2 separate regions of the Zea mays genome follow, and region 2 is linked to region 1. Evidence: chromatin contacts called from public Hi-C data. All regions are on one chromosome and are shown on one strand. Each heading gives the region's core, a stretch centred on a gene start, on an enhancer-like site or on the middle of the called end of the contact. The rest is flanking DNA. Distances are from core to core; before and after follow the strand shown.

What was found. Hi-C and Micro-C count contacts between places; a contact is called where the count stands out from the background.
Region 2: a contact with region 1 is called in a Hi-C map of ear, with 2.0 times the contacts expected there. The contact joins the promoter of LOC542049 here to the promoter of LOC778428 in region 1. A contact is called at or near these places in 5 of 25 Hi-C or Micro-C datasets (bundle sheath, ear, endosperm and 2 more).

The regions. Positions count from the first base shown.
Region 1 is chr2:38,817,559-38,825,453 of Zm-B73-REFERENCE-NAM-5.0, forward strand. LOC778428 (high affinity nitrate transporter) reads left to right here and starts at 4,340. Exons shown (of 2, transcript NM_001112454.1): 1 at 4,340-4,522; 2 at 5,183-5,911. The coding sequence starts at 4,387. The coding sequence ends at 5,634. It overlaps LOC100304283 (Eukaryotic translation initiation factor 4B2), which reads right to left. Exons shown (of 3, transcript NM_001165725.2): 2 at 6,970-7,362; 3 at 6,196-6,562. The coding sequence ends at 6,538.
Region 2 is chr2:38,962,058-38,969,952 of Zm-B73-REFERENCE-NAM-5.0, forward strand. LOC542049 (transglutaminase) reads left to right here and starts at 3,809. Exons shown (of 3, transcript NM_001111688.2): 1 at 3,809-4,770; 2 at 4,863-5,002; 3 at 6,356-7,389. The coding sequence starts at 4,226. The coding sequence ends at 7,212.

The DNA.
Region 1 (7,895 bases), core at 3,090-5,589:
GGCTCGGACTCGGCCTCGGCTCCGGAAGACGACGAACTCCGCCTCGCTCGACCCCAGGGCTCGGACTCGGCCTCGGCTTCGGAAGACGACGAACTCCGCCTCGCCCGACCCAAGGGCTCGGACTCAGCCTCGGTCTCAGACGATGGTCTCCGCCTCGCCCGACCCGGGGCTCGGACTCGACCTCGACCTCAGAAGACAGACTCGACCTCGACCTCGGAGGAGCCTCCGCGCGCCCGACCTAGGGCTCGGACCGACCACGTCACAGGGGGGCCATCATTACCCTACCCCTAGCTAGCTCAGGCTACGGGGAACAAGATCGACGTCCCATCTGGCTCGCCCCGGTAAACAAATAATGATGGCGCCCCGCGTGCTCCATGACGACGGCGGCTCTCAGCCCCTTACGGAAGCAAGGAGACGTCAGCAAGGACTCGACAGCCCCGACAGTTGTCCTTCCGCAAGGCTCCAGCGCTCCTCCGACGGCCACGACATCACATGAACAGGGTGCCAAAACCTCTCCGGCTGCCACGACGGCATGTACTTAGAGCACTAGCTCCTCTCTGCTAGACACGTTAGCACACTGCTACATCTCCTATTGTACACCTGGGCCCTCTCCTTACGCCTATAAAAGGAAGGTCCAGGGCTCTCATACGATAAGGTTGGCCGCGCGGGAGAACGGGACGGCGCGAATAAGCCTCTCGCTCCCTCCCACGCGGACGCTTGTAACCCCCTACTGCAAGCGCACCCGACCTGGGCGCAGGACAACACGAAGGCCGCAGGTTTCCCCTTTTGCCTGTCTCCCCTTTCCCCCCCTTCGTGCTCCGTCTCGCGCCGACCCATCTGGGCTGGGACACGTGGCGACAATTTACTCGTCGGTCCAGGGACCCCCCGGGGTCGAAATGCCGACACAACTTATCAAAGTACTCAAACCTTGCACACTTAACATTTTTCACTGTTTTGTCCTTATTGGCCTATTTGAGGTCGGGATTGGACTCCAAAGCACCAAGTTGGTTCAACTTGGTCTAGATTGCTATCCATAAGCCCCAACACCCTGCAATGGTCACATAGAACATATCCAAACACAGGAATAACCCAAACTAAAGTCAGAGTGAACTTAGCTCTTTTGGGTGGCTTCTAGGTTCTAGCTTTGACACTTCTACTTCTAGTGACCTTGTCCTACCACTTGAGCTTGATCTTGAGCCTTATGACTTGAACCATAAATCATAAGAATTACCTCAGTGGTACCAAGTCACGTCCTTAGGTAGTGATCTTCCATGCACCATAACTTTTCTCAACTCGATCAACCTTGACTTTATAAGTCTTCTTCTTCACCCTTGGCCTTGACCTTCTCCCTTGCACTCGGTACCTCGAAGTTATTCTTGCCTCCATCCTCGCCTTGACCACTTGTCTCCAAGTTATGCACATCGATTCTCACATAAGCAATGTCCATCCTTCACTTAGCTTGTGATGTTCATTATCCATAGGTATCTCAACCTTTGGACCATTAGACTTGATCACTTGTGTTGGGCCTTATGAGCTTTGCACTAAGCACATGTTCGACACTTACCACACACATCGGTCCTTTAATTGGGTTGTCATCCAAATCAACAAAACCCACAAGGGAGCTTTCAAAGACCCTGACAGGTGAGTCTAAGGGCTCGACCACGGTGCCCAAGGGCTTGAACCACATGTCAACAAGTTGCTTGACTCGTCTAGAGGAGATAAGGACACGATGTCTTATCAAGGTCGATAGATTAGATTGGTATCGATGTAAATATGGTAAAGCCAGATGATAAGGGTAATCTACATGTAAATATAGATATAAGAGTCCTTATAACTAGGGACTGACTTGGCTAGGATAATCTGTATCCTTATCTGGCGAGAGACTAGGTAACTTTTGTGTAAGTATTCCCTTCTTTGGATTATTAAAGAATGAATGAAACGCTCTAAAAGGGCATATCATCTTATTATATTGAATAGACAATAGACATTATGACACAGAAAATGTAGGGTATTATCTCCCAACATTGTTGAGAGTATCAACAAATCTAAACCTTCCAAGACTATTGTATATTTATCTTCATTTCTGGATCTCACGATCACTCGGTAGTCGGTAGTCTTCAGTGTGGAGCCAACCGACCGACAGTGAACTGACTGCGGGAGGGCTACCTCTGAATTCAACGGCAGCAGGTTGAAAAGCATGGCGGCCCGCGTGTTACGTGGACTACTCTGGACCACCAGATTGGCTCGGCGTCAAAGAGCAGGGTGTCAAGGCGACCGAATTTTTTGCAGTTTGACCCTTTCTTGGAAAAAAAATCACGTTTAGACCCTAAAAAATTTTAATGTCATTTTTGGACCCTTTACTCGGCGCCATAGGCTATGGCGCCGAGGTAACATAGCTCGGCGCCATAGGCTATGGCGCCGAGGTACGTGTTGCGCTGGCACAAACAGACGCCGTGGCGCTGATGTGGCACCGAGCTCGGCGCCATGATCTATGGCGCCGAGCTCTGTTTTATAACCATAAAGCCCTCTAGCTCAGTTGGTAGAACACAAGGCTCTTAACCATGTGGTTTGGGTTCAAGCCCCACGATGGGTGTTTTTAAAATACTTTTTGTCTTTATCACTGATTTGTTTTTTTTGTTGTTTCTTATCCAGTTTTTTGGTTGGATAGCTTTGGTATTACAAGGTCGTTAAACCGTGGCGCGTCGTTAAAATAAAATAAAACAATATAATATACTTAATATGATCTACCGTACTACAAGGCCGACCATGGGTACACGATGATTTTATTAGATGTAATAACAGGCATGTTCCGTCTTGATTCATGTATGTTATTTTTCTCTATTTTAACAAATTACAAAACATTTTTAGTTTTCATACAATATCTACATACGACCTATATCTAGATGCACAACTTGGCTACTATTTAGATAGGCATGCATACGAATACATACATGCATGCATCTATAAATGTGTTCTCGGTTTTTTTTCTAGCGTGTTCTCCGTGTCAATATCTCAGATTTTATGTATATTAATTGGATAAGATAAAGAAATATCACCAGTATTATTAGACTCTTTATGACATAATTAATTTTATAATATGTAACTCTCTCTCTCTATATATAATATATATATATATATATTTACTGGGGTATAATATTATAATAATATAGTACGTGATTATTATATGTCTCATGCGTTTAGGTGCAACTATATATACGTGCGATGGAGCTTGCCATGTAAGGTAGACTAATAATATATATGGGGCAAGCAGCTTTAAAGGAAGCTATACTCTAAGAGTTAACGTCATCATATGACCTAATATGGTCAAGCAAAGCAAAGAGTAAGCTGCTAGGACGACATATATGATGCACACGTAACGTACGATGCTTAATTACAAATACATATACGAATGAAGGTCATGCGATTAAGCTAAACACTAAATGGTTGTATGTAGATATTTTATGAAAACTAAAAATGTTTTGTAATTTGTTAAAATAGAGAAAAATAACATACATAAATCAAGACGGAACATGCCTGTTATTACATCTAATAAAATCATCGTGTACCAATGGTCGGCCTTGTAATACGGTAGATCATATTAAGTATATTATATTGTTTTATTTTATTTTAACGACGCGCCACGGTTTAACGGCCTTGTAATACCAAAACTATCCAACCAAAAAACTGGATGAGAAATAAATTTGAACGAACAAATCAGCGACATAAACGAAAAATTTGGACAACAAAAAAACAAATCAGTGATAAAGACAAAAAGTAAAACACCCATCGTGGGGCTTGAACTCAAGACCACATAGTTAAGAGCCTTGTGTTCTACCAACTGAGCTAGAGGGCTTCATAATTATAAAACAGAGCTCGGCGCCATAGATCATGGCGCCGAGCTCGGTGCCACATCAGCGCCACGGTGTCTGTTTGTGCCATCGCAGCACGTACCTCGGCGCCATAGCCTATGGCGCCGAGCTGTGTTACCTCGGCACCATAGCCTATGGCGCCGAGCAAAGGGTCCAAAAATGACATTAAAATTTTTTAGGGTCCAAACGTGATTTTTTTTCTAAGAAAGGGTCAAACTGCAAAAAAATTCGGTCAAGGCGACGATACTGTTCACTGACGAGCAGAGACCGTGACCGGTGCAGGTGCAGCTGCATTGGTGCACCTTCACACGCGTCGCGTCGTCCCGCCCAGCAGCATCCGATCAGTCGTCACTCGAGAGCCGCCTTTACCTTTTGGAGTCTCCGGCCGCTTGCCACGAGTCATCGGGCGCGAACGCACGGCGGCACACACCCACGCGCGGATTTATATGGCGACCGCGCGCGCAAGTTCACCTCGTCACACACCACAGGCTGTGTAGAGCGCGCGCCTGGCATGACGATGGCTCGTCCTGGGGCGGCTTTGCCGCTGCTGCTGGTCGTGGTCGGCGCTTGCTGCGCGCGCCTGGCGGCGGCAGTGCACCTCTCCGCGCTCGGCAGGACACTCATCGTCGAGGCGTCGCCGAAGGCCGGACAAGGTGTGTTCTTGTTTCCGCGCGCGCTCGGAGACGGATTCTGATGTGTTCAGTTGCTGTGACGGAGCCTGGGATATCGATTTGTCGTTTGCTTTTTTTTCTTTTTCCCTTTCGATTCCATCCTTCGACGATACTATTTCTATTATTACCTGTACTTTCTCCGTCTTATAATATACAGGCAACATATCGAATGTAAAAAAGAATTAAATGTCAACATCAAACTATATTCATCGGATCGGTCATCTATGTCATGCAATCTCAGCCCCTCTCTTTAAAATACGAGATTTATTTTTTACAAATATAGGGGTTCCTTAAAGAAATAGTCTAAGGATCGATGGAGGTGGAATTATATTGCACTTAGCCGTAGATCATGGATCCAATAAATAAGATTTGATGTTAACAGAATAATCCTTTTTATGCTATATATTAATATATGTTGCTTATAATATAATGTATCAAAAGTTTAAAATGCGTTCTAAATCATAAGATGTTAACAGAATAATTATAACGTGCTGCCGGTTGTGTGAAGCGCACATGAGTGGTAGAGGTTTATTTTCCTTTGTATATATATTGTACTAATAAATTAAACAGGGTTGTGTATAATTGATGTGATGGACACAAACTCAAACATGTCATGCTGTGGTATCCCTGCCAAACTCACAGTCCTGCACGCCGGCGAGGACACGATAACCGTGACATGGCACCTCAACGCGTCGGCGTCCAGCGTCGGGTACAAGGCGCTGGAGGTGACCCTCTGCTACGCGCCGGCGAGCCAGGAGGACCGCGGGTGGCGCAAGGCCAACGACGACTTGAGCAAGGACAAGGCGTGCCAGTTCAGGATCGCCCGGCATGCATACGCCGGCGGCCAGGGGACGCTCCGGTACAGGGTCGCCCGCGACGTCCCCACCGCGTCCTACCACGTGCGCGCCTACGCGCTGGACGCGTCCGGGGCGCCGGTGGGCTACGGCCAGACCGCGCCCGCCTACTACTTCCACGTCGCGGGCGTCTCGGGCGTCCACGCGTCCCTCCGGGTCGCCGCCGCCGTGCTCTCCGCGTTCTCCATCGCCGCGCTCGCCTTCTTTGTCGTCGTCGAGAAGAGGAGGAAGGACGAGTAGGCCGTAAGCGGCACACGCGATATATACCAGGGAGGCGCCACCGTGCGAGCTAGCGCTTGGTGAGCCGTCATGTTGTGTAGTGCAGTTGTAACACAAGTATTAAGCTAAGCACAAGTCGTACCATGTATCCAGCTCCAGCATGAATCCAAACCCAGCGTCAGTCACAAGCTGGACCTGCATGGTGCCTGTCAACCAAAATTCTTCTTGGATCATACTAATACTATCGTCTACAGCATATAGAACTTGTATCATACTAATTTACATGGCACCTTCTGCTTCATGAACAGTGACTGCTAGAGCTAAGCCTTCCTTCTTTCATGGCCCGATATTATTACATGCATGTATGTAGTAGCCATTGTGGAACCACTAAATCAAAAATAGAGAACCGCCCCTTGCTCTACATGTGGGTAACTTATCAGCCACCAGCCAATCTCCCACATATAAACCCGTGATAAAGCATTCCCGCAGTCTGAAACTAATACAGACGACTGGGAGTCACAGCTCGTTGCCTCAACATACAGACACTAGTTAAAAAAAACGGACAGAATGAAGGCATGGCAGTAGTAAAAGTGCAAATTCAAGGTTTCCATTACTCAATGCTGAAATAAACGACCTATGACAAAAGCTGATCCGGAATTCAGTGACCCATGAATAACAGTTAGTATCGGAGGTTGCCAGATATTGTTTTGACATGGAAGACGGCAAAAAGGGAAATGTAAAGCATCCTACGGCATACAGACTTGACAACCAATAGCTTCATGTGGAGTTATCTCCACCCTCAACAATCTTCTAAGACCAAACAAACACGACAAACAGAAAACGACTTATTTTTGCCCATCCTTTCAGAACAAAAAAGGGACTGCGATCCAGAAGTGTCCCTAAGAGATGCTTGTTGTCCCAACTTCACCATCTCTGTCTTGCCATTGGCCTGAAAAGAAAAGAAAAAACGATGGAGAGTAGAAAGAAGACTGGTTAGCGTTCTAAAAGGGACATATTACGCTATGTTGAAACCTGCTACACAATAAAGAGCGGCACAGGCACACTGAACTCAGGCCATAATATCTGAAGGATCATTGTGCAAAAACCATGCTCATGGTTAAGACTAATCTACAACCTTAGTCTACCAATGTGCATCAATCCTGAAACAAAATCACTGGCTTGGCATGAGCTAAACATGATAAGAAATAACATAACGGCAAGTAACTTTGATGACAGGACAGCCACTTAACCTAAAACATGCTACTTTCTAAAAAAAGTTCCTGAGCAAAGTATCTTGACAGGACAGCCATTTAACCTAAAACACATGATCAAGTTAAGGAAGCAAATTACACAAACCTGTCTGAATTTCTGCTTCCACCAAACGAGCCCCTTTCTCGGCTTCCTTGAAATCCCCATCTTTCTTCCTGCCTTGGGGGTGGTTCCATACCACCACGAGAACGTGGTCTGTCCACCACTGTAGCCTGTGGTTCCTCCCCTAAACTAGTGGGTGCAAGTGTTGTAACCCTGCCTGCACCAGAACGTGGCCTTTGCCCAAATCGAATCTTGTCATCCAACTCCCTTGAAAGCTGCTCAAGCTGGCTTTCCAACATAGATATCTTCTCAGACAAATCTTTTGCATCTACCGATGTCTGCTCAGAACCATTACTCATCTTTCCCTCGATTTCTTTAAGATCCACCTTCAGGAGGTTGATTTCTTCTTTCAAATTTCTTTCTTCATCAGACTCCGGCCTGAAAGGTTTGGTGAACGAATATTCAAATCAGACGGGAATACAGCCCGAGAAACTAAATGGAAAAATTTTCAGAGAAGGAATCAACACAAGTATTTTTTTTGACAGGCTAGAGTACCAAATTAGTTAAATAACTTCAATTTTTAACTGTTCACGGAAGATTGAAAAAGATACTGAAACCGAATTGCCCTAAAAACACTTAAACTGAATTAGACGAACAAAAAATGTTATTTTCCCAAAATAAAATGTGGGTATCAGATCATGTTAAGAATCATTTAACCACCAACAGCGAAAGGGTAGAAAAAAAGAAAATTCGATTACCCTAGCATAATGTAATCTATCCCATATCCCAAATTTAGGTGTGTTGAAACTTGAAAGTGATTTAATAATCAGCAGTTTCAGGCATCAAGCCTTACAACCATAATAGAAGATAAAACCCGATATCATCAGTACATTATAAGAGTACAAGAAGACATACCACCATTGTTTGGAATCAGAATTATACAGAAATCACTGTTTATAAAATTCAGAAGT
Region 2 (7,895 bases), core at 2,559-5,058, 140 kb after region 1:
TCCTTAGAACGACTTTTTGTTGCTTCGAAGGATTTTCGATAGTCCGAAGGTCCTTTTTATTGTCACAAACCTGTGAAGAAAACATATTTTTCTTGTAGAAATCAACGAAACTAATTACATGAAACCTAAACAATGTCCTTTATTACAGAGAATAAAACTGAATGAAAAAGATTGCTATTAAGGTAGGATATTTGTCAATAGATGTGCTTTGACTCTGGCACGGTGCTGTTGACCGTGCGAGCTTCGGACTGTTCTCTGAAGTCCCTTTGATGTGGAGCATATTGGCTCCCTTCTGGCTGCTGGCCTTGTTGCAACGGAGGTGGAGGCGGAGGCTGTTGCCAGGAAGCTGAAGGCTGACTTGCCGAAGCAGCAGAGACTGCAGGATGGTTGCCCACATATTCTGGGATGTAGGGCGAATGATACGAAGCTGTATGCATGACCTGCTTCGGCTGGGCTTGTTGTGCTGCTGCTTCAGCTATTTCCTTTTGCTTTTGTATAGTAACATGGCACATCCTGGTAGTATGGCCTTTGTTCTCACCGCAGAATAAGCAAAAGATTCTTCTCGGTTGATCGCCAAATCTTCCTCCGAAGCCCCTGGCGCCTCTGCCTCTTGGAGCTGGTGGCCGAAGAGAGCTTTGCTGTTGTCCAGAGGCCTGTGAGGAGCATTGTGGCCTTTGCTGTTGGCTTCCTCTGTCATCATTTTGTGTAGAATTGTGAATTGATCTCACATGCCTCGGGTAAAACCTCCCTCCGAAGCCCCTGGTCATTTCAGAAAACCTGAAAGCCTCCTCCCTTCTTTGGCGAAAGTCATTGTCGGCCCGAATGTATTCATCCATTTTCTGGAGAAGCTTCTCCAAAGTTTGAGGAGGCTTCCTGGCGAAGTACTGAGCTGACGGACCTGGCCGAAGCCCCTTGATCATGGCCTCAATGACAATTTCATTGGGCACCGTTGGTGCCTGTGCCCTCAAACGCAAGAACCTTCGGACATATGCCTGAAGGTATTCTTCGTGGTCCTGAGTGCACTGGAACAGAGCCTGAGCAGTGACCGGCTTCGTCTGAAATCCTTGAAAGCTGGTTAACAACAAGTCCTTCAGCTTCTGCCATGAAGTGATCGTTCCTGGTCGAAGGGAGGAATACCAGGTTTGAGCAACACTTCTGACAGCCATAACGAAAGATTTGGCCATGACTGAAGCATTGCCACCGTACGAAGACACTGTTGCTTCGTAGCTCATCAAAAACTGCTTCGGATCAGAATGGCCATCAAATACGGGGAGCTGAGGCGGCTTGTAGGACGGAGGCCAAGGTGTAGCCTGCAACTCAGCGGACAGGGGAGAAGCATCATCAAAAACAAAATTCCCATGATGGAAATTGTCATACCAGTCATCTTCGTTGTGAAAGCCCTCCTGATGAAGGTCTTGATGCTGAGGTCTTCGGTGTTGCTCATCCTGAGCAAGATGACGAACTTCTTCAGAGGCTTCATCTATCTGCCTCTGTAGTTCAGCTAGCCTGGCCATCTTCTCCCTCCTGCGTTGAACCTGCTGCTGAAGGATTTCCAGATTTTGAATCTCCTGATCTAGATCATCCTCCGGAGGTGTTGGACTGGTAGCCTTCCTCTTCTGGCTTCGTGCTTCTCTAAGAGAAAGGACGTCTTGATTGGGGTCCAGCGGCTGCAGCGTGCCAGCCCCTGGTGCTGAAGCCTTCTTCGGCGGCATGACGAAGCTGATGCTTGCCGAAGGTGTCGAAAAGCTCAAGAAATGGAAGTGAGTTCACCGGAGGTGGGCGCCAATGTTGGGGACTTGTTCTCAAATGCTATGAGTTAAGAACAAGGCAACACAGAAAATGTTAAACGATAAAGTCCTTCGTCCTTTGAAGCATTATTTCCCTTGGGATATAATGATCTCCGGACGAAGGTCATGAAGGACGAACCTTCATCATCACAGTATACAAAAGACGAAGCATATGAAACATAAAAGATAACATGAATATTCATATGATATTATTCATTTAACTTTGTTATATTATCATAGAGAAATAGAAACAATATTGTATTATAAGTGTACCTTCGGCTTGGAAGGAGATGAAAATACAAGTGTGACGCAAAAAGCGAATGCCAAGTCAGCGTGAACAGTACGGGGGTACTGTTCACCTATTTATAGGCACGGGATACAACCCATACAAAATTACATACATGCCCTTTACATTTGATGATAATTCCATAGCAATCTATCGAGGTCTAAATGGCCTTTTCATCTTTAAGTCGGTTCCCTTTTCTGCGAACATGCCGAAGCTTTCCTGCTTCACAGCTTCGGCACTGTGCCAACCTTCGTATCTTTTGAGGTTCTCCCTCTTTGATATAAGTCCGAAGGTACCTGTTCACACATTACACTCTAGAAACACTGTTAAATCATGTTTTTGAGGACCTTCGGAAGCCGAAGGCCCCCAACAGTGAGCTTGTAGAGGAAGAAGAGAGGGTTGGTTAGATACCTGGTTTTATAGCCATAGATTAGTGGAGTAGAGCATCCTAAGCCCGCCCACCTATGTTAGTTGAGTCATTAACGGAGTCCGTCTTTGCAGTAGCACTGCTATGGTAATAGTCTATTAATAGGGGTGATCAACTTACGCCGCTATATCAATTGATCAAATGATGGATGTGGTAAGGTACCCACCTCTATTAATGTACTATTAATGGAAGCATTTGCCTTATGTCGATCGCCTTCGTTAACCTTTAACGATGAGACCACTTAGCTATGAGACCGATTAACAGAGGATGAAAAAATAAAACAAATTTGTAGCATCAAAGTCACTATTTTCCATAAATATTTAAAATGAAGGTCTTTAAAGAATGACAAAAATCTTTGGATATAATAAAACAAATTTTGAAGTGCAAGAATAATGGCAAATCCAACCATGAAGCTCATCGAGGTCATTACATTAATCAAACAAAGTTAACACAATGATGAACATTGATCCTCCATTGCGGTGCTGAAGTTTGTTAGGGTCACACGAGCTAGATAATATAGGCTAGATTCACCCTAAGAAGATGGTTATCTTAATTATAGATGATGCAACGCTAGTTCGTGTGATCATCCATCAAACATATCCAAAATAGCATTTGACCATGAAAGGTATCTTTCAAAGCATCAACTTTAAACTATAGTCAATTTTAGCAATGCTTTCTACCGTTTAACTCGTTGGTCAATTTCTATGATCATCCAAAGTAGTGTCTGATGAGGTAGTTGAAGCGATGGTGGTGCGAGCAGGTAAGAAGCGGATGCAGACGAGTAGAAAGCGAAAGTAGTGCAAACTAACATGCTACAAAAAATTTAAAAGTATGAGCTTTTCTCTTTCGCTTGCGAATCCTATCTCTCAAAGAAAAATTTAATGCGTCAGGTACGGTGGCGCCAATGTTGGTCTTGGACCGAACAAATGATAAATGAGAGTTAAAAATAATTAGAAGGGTGCAAATGAATCTAGGGTTAGACCCCTCCTTTTACATGGGAGGTGGGAGTAGTGGTTTTTATTATTTTTTTCTGAAGTTTTTATTTACAAATGAGATTCTAGGCTATAAATAACCCTTAAACATTATTTTATAAGCCTCTTGATTACATAATTTGATTATGAACTCACTAATGAAAGTTTTTAACATGCAATACGCCACCAGCACAGAACTCAAAGCATCCTGGATACATTATTGAATCGTGTGATGAACAAAAGATGTTAGAAATAAAAAATTAAAAAGAAAAAAAGGCCCATCTAAAAGTCCATTACTTGAGAAACCCAATTTCCACCAGACCCTAACCTTTCCATTGTTCCAGCGAACGCACACAGCCGCCGCTGTTTCTTCATCTTCCTCGCAGCGCCGGCGCTGAGGCTCGGGCTCTCAGCGACGGCGGCAGCGGCAGCGGCTTCCCCTCCCGCCTCTCGCCAGTCGCCTCGCGCCCTCGCCTCCGGTCCTCCGCACACCGGTCGGTGACCCTGCGTGCGTGCCTCTCTAGTGGCTCCTGGTTCAGATGGCGGGCTGCTGACACGGCCGCGCCGCCCGCGGCCTGAGGGCAGCGGGAGCCACCAGCTGCTGCTCCACCAAGGCGGTCTCGCCGCTTTGAGGAGCGCTTATGCCCAAAGCGAAGCGTTAGCGCTTCAGCGCGCTGAAGCGTGCGCTTAGTGCTGTTTTTTAGAACCCTGATCTTTTTCATCATTCCCTACCATTTTTTGTATTTTCAGGATAATGGCTCATCGTGGACATCTAGATGGACTGACTGGCCAAGCTCCTGCTCTTATGCGCCATGGTTCCTTCGCTGCAGGCAGCCTCTCTAGCCGCTCACCTTTGCAGTCTTCATCCACACTGGAGATGCTGGAGAACAAGCTTGCCATGCAAACTACAGAAGTGGAAAAGCTTATCACGGAGAATCAGCGGTTAGCATCAAGCCATGTGGTCTTGAGGCAGGACATTGTTGATACGGAGAAAGAGATGCAAATGATCCGCACCCACCTAGGTGAAGTTCAGACAGAGACTGATTTGCAGATTAGAGATTTGTTGGAGAGAATCAGATTAATGGAGGTAGATATACATAGTGGTAATGTAGTGAACAAGGAGCTTCACCAAATGCATATGGAGGCAAAGAGACTTATTACTGAAAGGCAGATGCTAACCCTTGAGATAGAGGATGTGACTAAAGAATTACAGAAACTCTCTGCCTCTGGGGACAATAAAAGCCTTCCTGAATTGCTTTCTGAGCTAGATAGGCTACGGAAAGAGCATCATAATTTACGGTTTGTGACAATGTTCCTTCTTTACATTTTTTCTTTGCAACTGCCTGAGCTTTGTGTTGATAATAAGTCATGTTTCCCCTTTCTGTTTGAAGATCTCAGTTTGAATTTGAGAAAAATACAAACGTCAAGCAAGTTGAGCAGATGCGGACAATGGAAATGAACTTGATAACCATGACCAAACAAGCTGAGAAGTTACGTGTTGATGTGGCAAATGCTGAAAGACGGGCACAAGGTAAATATTCTCATCCTCACCATGTTGGCCTGCAAATTATCCTCATTCCCTAATTGTTAGGTTTTGAGCTGAACCTTACTGGGCTGTACTCTTAGATGGGAGCAGTATTATTTCTATTCCTTTTGTGTTTAGTTTGTGAAGACTGGTAGGTTTTTGTCTTAGTAGTGTGAATCTCAAAGCTGCTCGCTCATAGGCTTCCCATTGAATCCTGATTTCCCTATTTTCAACAGTATTTGCAGTGTGATATTATCATTTGTCGGTCTTATCGTCTTAGTAGGTGCGGAGTGCTGTGAAGGTGATTAGGTGAATATGGGTCCCCACATAGAAGTTTCATGGCCCATAGATCCCCAACAGGTTGAGGGTTTAGGGAAAAATTCATTATTCAATAGATGAAATAAGTAGTTCGTATGAGTCATGAGGACTGACGTATCTAATGTAATAATACAGTACAATTGCATACATATTGCTTTCGAAATGTCAAGTTGGATGCCATATGGTCATTTTTTGGATGAGTGGATATAGGAAAAAGCTGAGTCTATTCATCATTCCACATTCTGTGTCAGCAGCTTAGTACAATGTGCCATTGTATTGATTGGTTCCCATTATAGTTCATTGTTGGGACACAGCATAAAGCGCATAGCCATATTTTCCTGTGGAAATGAATAATTGTGTCATCTACAGTATAGAAAGGTAGGCATAAGTTACGTATCAATCCTTTGAAATTGTCCATGATTTTATTGCACTTTAGCGCATACTAATCTATCACTAGCAAAGTGATTGATCTAAACTAAACATCAACTTATTTAGCAAATGGGAAACCTGATTTTTGTGGTGCAGCTTAACTGGAAGCTTTTGGTAGCTGATATATGAGTGTTATGTTTTCTTCTTTTAAACTTACCTGAGGAGATGTTTTCTATGCTTTGCCAAAATTTTGTATATAAAAAAGGGACAGACCCAGTGTTGGTGCCTCCCATGTGATTTGGGGTCTGGGGAAGGAATATCTGAGGGAAGTCTTACTCATGTATTTTTGCAGAGAGGATCTATGGAACCTAGGACCTTTGGCTCAGTGGGAAGGCTTCTCAACACTGAGCTAGGCCTATCCCTTCTGCGCCAATTTTTATATCACAAGCATTTTATTTTGGGCTTCAATATCATAGCTGGGGAAGCATATAGGACAATAGCAATCTGCTCTGTAGCTCAAGGCCTCAAGTGTATAGAGAAAACCCTTTGCATACGCAGATTACGAGAAATTGAAATGTTTTTTGTAGATATATACATGTACATATGTTACTCCTTAATTGCATAGCTCTGATATTCTATTTCCATCCATTTTTTCTTCTTCTCAACGAGCAGCAGCTGCGGCTCAAGCAGCAGCACATGCAGCTGGTGCACAGGTGACAGCTTCGCAGCCTGGGACAGCTCAAGCTACCACGGTTTCAGCAGCAGCAGCCACAGACTCATATGCAGGTGCATATACCAGCTACCCCCCTGCATATCAGCAGGGAGCCCAGGCTGGGGCATATCAGCAGGGTGCTCAGGCTGGGGTATATCAGCAGGGAGCCCAGGCTGGGGCATATCAGCAGGGAGCCCAGGCTGGGGCATATCAGCAGGGGGGCCAGGATGGGGCATATCAGCAGGGGGCTCAGGCTGGGGCATATCAGCAGGGAGCCCAGGCTGGGGCATATCAGCAGGGAGCCCAGGCTGGGGCATATCAGCAGGGTGCTCAGGCTGGGGCATATCAGCAGGGAGCCCAGGCTGGGGCATATCAGCAGGGGGCCCAGTCTGGGGCATATCAGCAGGGGGCCCAGGCTGGGGCATATCAGCAGGGAGCCCAGGATGGGGCATATCAGCAGGGAGCCCAGGATGGGGCATATCAGCAGGGTGCTCAGGCTGGAGCATACAACTATGCTTATGATGCTGGCACGGCTTATGCATATGCAGGTTACTCTGGCTATCCAGTTGCAGGCTACGCGCAAAGTGCAGTGCCCAACTATTCCTATGCTGCACCTCCGCAGCCAACAAGCAGCGGTGCAGCTACGAACGCCGCAGGAGGCCAGTATGGGGCAGTTGGTAGTGCTGGATATCCTACTGGGCAAGTTCAGCCGAGCAGTGGCACTGCAAATGCAGCGCAAGCACCTCCTCCTCCACCACCACCGGCAGCACCATATCCCCCCAGCACATATGACCAAACCAGAGGAGCCCAGAGATAAAATCTGGGATGTAAACCAGATGGATGTTTGCCATGCACATTTGTTGAGCAGACAAATATGGTGAAATCTGGGATGTAAAACCAGATGGCTGTCTGTGCCTCCATCCCATTGACTAGGGCGTATTTTCACCAATATTGTGCCTCCAGTGCAATTTCTTCTGTGTTATATATCACCACCATTTGTTGAGCACCGTAGAAATGAGTTCCAGACGGCCGGGACAGCAACACCACATGTGTCTTTACATCACCACCATTTATCCACAGCGCGTAATGTAATGGCATCAACATCAATATATATGGTTCCTGGCTGACCACATCATCAACATCCATGGAACACTAGCGGCTCGTCAATAAATCGAACAAATATGCTTTTCTTTCTTTTTTCCAGTCACTTGGAAAACAAGCGGACGTACAAAATGACGCCTTTAGGAATTACCGGAGATGCTCCAACATACAAACTGCAAAAAGAAAGATCCAAATACAAAACCAGCCTGCATTGTCGCTTGCGAGGCCCCTGAACCCAAATTCCAAACCGGTGCAAGCTAGTAGAGCACACGGAAAAGCCTCTGGATGCAGCCACGAGCCGCCCGCATAGAAACAAACAGAGGAGACGAAGCCAAGCCATCGCCGTCCAAGACGACGGCCACAAATAAGAAGCGTGAGGGCCGAGGCCGATCGACTCAT